Regions from separate parts of the Gossypium hirsutum genome. Here region 2 is linked to region 1. Evidence: chromatin contacts called from public Hi-C data. All regions are on one chromosome and are shown on one strand. The core of a region is the stretch at or near the end of the contact, and the rest is flanking DNA. Distances in the headings are between cores, read along the strand shown.

Region 1 (2,700 bases), core at 21-2,520:
GGTGGGTTTTGTCTTTAAGTTGTTAGTTTTGCATTTGCATACAAGGGGCATTGAAATAGCAAATGCCCCTCCAATCATGTAATTTATATATATTTATAATCATACATCATAAATTTATTATATGTTTATAAAAAAACTTTAATGTCCCTTAAACAAAATTTTAAAATTTTCTCGATTTTAAATTTAATTATGACTTAATTACGGCATATTATAAGTTTAGGGATGATAATAAGGTGTCTTTCTTGAAATATTCATTTCTCGATCTCAATTCAACTTAAAATTAGATATTAATTTACTTAACTTGAAAAATTAAAGATATGCCTAATTTTTAACCTGACTTGATATATCAAATCTTTTAAATTCTCAAATATTTTCATCACAATGAAAGAATATTTATTAAATTTTTTATTAATTCTTTTCTAGGTATATTAGATTAAATATTAATATATATTTTTTATGTACTTCATGTTTATTTTACGGTTTATGTTTAGGATTTGTTTTCAACTCTCCTTCTCAACATTGTCATCTTCAACGTTAAAATTTTTGTTTTCTCATAAAAAATGGAATCTGCCTCACCACTTTGCCCAATATTTATTTGTCATTATCATATATTTTAAACTAAAATTATATAAGAGTATTTTGATAATTATCATAGGATGAGAATAGATGAAATTTTTTTTAAACTCGATTCAATCTTAATTTGTCTAGTCCCACCTTGAAGCTTAATTTCAAAAAGAAATGTTTAACATTATCAAATCGAGTCAAGTTGAAATGGATAGAATATTTTTTTCAATCCCTAACACACACTCTCTCCTACTCCCGAGGAAAAAAATGAAGAATTTTCACGGTAAAGCTCCATAATTTCAATTTTAACATTTCAAGACAAGTTGGTGGCTGGTGGATCCAAAATCCACCCAAATAGGATCCAATTAAAACAAAATTTGTAAAATACAGCTCCCATAATCCAGTGGGTCTAACATGTGACTTGGTTATCCACGTGTCAGAACCCACATCATGTGTATCATCCTAACCAATGTCTTCCACGTGGCTTGACCACTAGCAGCCAATTAAAAAAAAGCAGCTTAATTACCTTCCTCAAAAAAAACAAAACAAAAAAAAAAACCAGCTCTCTCCCAGTAATATGGGCCCCAAAATCAACAACTAGGATGGGTCCCACACTTTTGTAAGAGTTTCGTTGTCGTCCGTTTATGTCTGGTTTTTTTTTTTTGGCTTATAAAAACGAGCTTCAACTCCTCCATGTCTCACTCACATACATTCCCTTCACTCTTCCTCTCTTCCATATATTTTCCCTTCATTTCTTCCTTGTTTTTCACGAATCTTTGGGTTCTTCTTTTTTTGTTGTTTCAGTTCCTTAATCTTTGGGTTTCAAAGAAAAAAAAAGGAAAAAAAAACAGAGTACTCTGTAAATTCCTCTGGTTGGAATTTTGAACTCTCTCCTCTTACATTAACATTAACAACCAAACACTTGTTGGGTTTTGAGATTTTCTTTTAACTACCTTAATTTCCAAAAATGGGTAAGTTCTGGTTTTTTTTTTTTTTGTGGTTGGGAGTGGGGAAACAAAAAACAAAACCTGTGTGCTTCGGTTTTTAAGGCATCTTACCTTTACTAAAAATGTTTTAAATGTTGGGTTTGTTCTTATTTATTGCAGTAAGTTTCATTGAAGAAAGACCAAAGAACATCGCCGCCGGTCAAAACATGGTCTCTGATCCAAAATCAGCACAGAAACCACCGGCACCACCTGGTTTTATCTCCATTTCCAGAAAGAAATTGCTTCAAAACCTTGAAATCAATGCCGGAGCCAGAGTTAATTCATGGGTCGATTCCATGAGAGCTTCTTCTCCAACTCATATGAAATCAGCACCGTCCATTGCTGATGATCAAGGTTCCTGGAATGTAAGTTCAAATGGGTTTTCTTTTTCTTTTCTTTTCCTTTCATAAAGATTCTGATTTTCTTTTTCCTTTTTGGATTAAATTGTTCAGCTAAACCATCCATCAGCACTAGATATGTTCGAACAGATAATCGATGCATCAAAAGGGAAACAAATCGTAATGTTTCTTGATTACGATGGCACTCTTTCACCAATCGTAGCCGATCCAGATCGGGCTTTCATGTCTAAGAAGGTTAGCTGTTTGTTAATATGACACAGTGACTACTTTCTCTGTGCTGTTTTTAAAATGGATTTCCCATGTTTTTTTTTTTTTTAACACCAGATGAGAAAGACAGTGAGAAAGCTAGCCAAATGTTTCCCTACAGCTATAGTGAGTGGCAGATGCAGGGACAAGGTGTATAATTTTGTCAAATTAGCTGAGCTATACTATGCTGGAAGCCATGGCATGGACATTAAAGGCCCTGAAAAAGGTTCCAAATCTAACAAAGTGAGTCAAGTCGTACACGTTATTGCATGAACCAATTGCGTTAAACTCGAAACCAACCACATTTTTTTGACCTGGCTTTGTTACTCTTACAGGATACTGAATCTGTTCTTTTCCAACCAGCTAGTGAATTTCTTCCCATGGTTGATGAGGTTTATACACAGTTGGTTGAAACTACAAAATCAACACCAGGTGCTAAAGTGGAGAACAACAAGTTTTGTCTCTCAGTACACTTTCGTTGTGTTGATGAAAAGGTAATAAAAGAAAAACTGCAAATCACAAATCATCGAACTTTATTACCACAA
Region 2 (2,700 bases), core at 28-2,527, 66 kb before region 1:
AACCAACCCAACCACCTATTTTGTCTTTACTATGTGGGAGTTGGTGTGGTTGGAGAAAATAAATTAGTTGGGTCACTTTTGCTATTACTAGGATTGTTCATTTTGCCAAGTAATTGGTTTGTGTTATAGAACAATGATTGGTTATGATACACATGTAACACTAATTCCTAATCATTTTTATTTATTGAAGTGTTTTTATCTCCACATTTGTTTAAATATTTTAGGGTCAATTACACTCAACGTCATTAAATTATTAGTAAATTTATATTTTAGTCACTCAACTTAAAAAGTTTTATAAAATAGTCATTGAACGATTTGAACATTAGACTATTAAAATCGTTGTTGTATGGCCTTCTTTGTCTGCACTGCCTACACCAGTCGAAAGCTCTCTTTCTCCTTCTATTTTATAATTTAATTTTTTTTATGAAACAACTTTGAACGTCACGAACCTGCGAACTAAGATCCAAATAGTTTTTTTCATCTGATCTTCAACATTGATAGTCAAGTTGACTTGGATCTAAGGTATGTTCTTCTACTTGTCGACCAGTATTGGTCCAGTGTATTAATCGTCAAATCGTCTCTTGAAGCTTACTAGTCGGACTTTAGGAAAAGAAAAGAAAAAAGCTTAAAAACATAGTGACTTAAATAAAAACTTTTGAACAGTTCAGTAACTTAAATGAAATCTTCAAATAATTCAATGACCATTTTGTAATTTTTTGAAGTTAAATGACCAAAACATAAGCTTACTAATAATTTAATGACCTTATGTGTAATTTATCCAATATTTTATAATTAAAAGTTGATGGAGTAAATATGTAAAAAGGAATTAGAATAAGTTAGTAACTATTAGAATTTTATTGCATAAAAAAAAATGTTTTCTAATTGGTTATCGATACACGTAAGGACTCAATTCAAGATTAATGTCAACTAAAGAGTTAAGCATTTTACCTGTAATTCAATCGACAACTGGTATGTTGGTGCTTGTTATTTGAATTTTGACTTGTTGTATAAGTGATGATAGTGAGCACATGCTTGAGGATGATGATTTTTTTTTTTTGATAGTTGTTCAAAAATTAAATTTAGATTTAACGATAAACGAATACTTGAATAAAGTTATTTGTGGCTTCACTTGTGATTCAAATCAAAATATATTATGTCAGATGTTTCTATTTGGGTTTAAAATTATCAAATTCATTATAAGTGTGGACTTATGTTTTGGGCCAGCCCTGCTCCCCTCATTGTTTTCAAGTCATTGAAGTATAATTTTACACACCTGAAGCCCCAAAATTTCTTATCGACTAATATCAATCCTATTATGCGTAAAGCCCAAAACTCTGAATAATTTGGTAAAAACATTTTTCTAGTCCCTTTCAATTTTGATATTAAACAAATTGGTCCCTTTAAATATAGTAAAACTAAACCTTAAATTAATCTGAAGTCCCAAAACTTCAGTCTTTGCCAATAGTTGCACTTTAAACATTATTATGTCAATTAAAAGAAATTTTACAGTATATAATATCATAACTACACCACATGAACCTATTTATCTTCCTTTGGGAGTATACTTTGGGCTAAAAGTTATTCAATTTCCAATATCTGACTCAATTGGACAACCCTTAAACTAGCTAGTCGCTGTAGTTAAGGCCAGTTGGAGCATCTAAATTAATAGCTTAATAACTTCGCAATGAATATAAGGTTCCAACTTCCAACTTATTAGTTGCAAGATATTACCTTTTACGTAAGGTTTTTAAAACTTGGTTGGTGATTAAACCGATCAAATTAACGATTTCTAATTTGATCAATTTAATTAGTTTAATTGATTTGATTATTCAATTCAATGAGTTCAATCTATTTTCGGATAAATCGGTTTAATACATTTTTTAGAGTGACATTATAATCAAATTTCAATTCAACAAGTTGATATGATCTAATTCAGTTACAAAAGTAAAGCTTTTAATAAGTTCAAGTATTTATAAATTAATTTAAAGAGTTGATATAAACACTACAAAAGTGACAATTGATTATTTAGATAAAAAAAACTCCAAAAATGACTGAAATGTTTTTTTTTCTTAAGAAAAAAAATCAAAATTGAATTGACTTTTTTTGTTGTTGTTGTTTTCTTTTTGTTGAATTACAATAATACGGTAAAGTCCGAACAATCAACGCAACTAGCGAGACTTGAATCCAGACGACACCGAAGATGATGAACACCTTTGACCATCAGGTCATCACATGGGGTTTCTTTTAGTTGGTTAATTGACATTATGTCCTATTACTTTATTTTTATTGTGAAATTATTAAGTTATTAATTTAAGTTATTTATCTATACTATTATTTAAATATGTGACCAAATTGATTTTATATTTACTTTGGTAATAAAAAATTTGGCTATTTCATAAGAATGAAAAAAATATATATATACATATTTCAGAGTTGAGGATAATAATAATTAGAAATTTTATCATATTATGCGTGTGGAAACTACGGATTTAAAACACATATACTTGTTTAAAGGTAACATATTTTAATCCTTTTGAGTTTAATTTTTGAGTAATATGTATAATTTATTAATTGGATTTAATTTTTGGATAGTGTGTAGGAAATTAATAATTATAAATGTGTTTTGAATTTAGGTAATGGATTGTGTATGAATTTATATGTTTTTAAAAATTATAAATTTAATATATATTTTAAAGTCAG

Evidence for each region. Hi-C and Micro-C count contacts between places; a contact is called where the count stands out from the background.
Region 2: a Hi-C map of leaf shows a contact between it and region 1, with 6 times the contacts expected there. The contact joins the enhancer-like site here to the promoter of LOC121208703 in region 1. A contact is called at or near these places in 19 of 34 Hi-C or Micro-C datasets (fibers, hypocotyl, leaf and 4 more).

Annotation. Positions count from the first base shown.
Region 1 is chrA02:103,506,194-103,508,893 of Gossypium_hirsutum_v2.1, reverse strand. LOC121208703 (probable trehalose-phosphate phosphatase J) reads left to right here and starts at 1,270. Exons shown (of 10, transcript XM_041079762.1): 1 at 1,270-1,535; 2 at 1,671-1,915; 3 at 2,003-2,143; 4 at 2,234-2,398; 5 at 2,491-2,649. The coding sequence starts at 1,532.
Region 2 is chrA02:103,571,823-103,574,522 of Gossypium_hirsutum_v2.1, reverse strand. No RefSeq gene overlaps it. Among protein-coding and RNA genes, the nearest start is that of LOC121208719, 16 kb to the left of the region's middle. Within about 2 kb of position 1,277, at least 1 of the 9 cell types and tissues checked has an H3K27ac peak or open chromatin away from gene starts, as enhancers often do. A contact at or near this core is called in leaf, where this site is marked.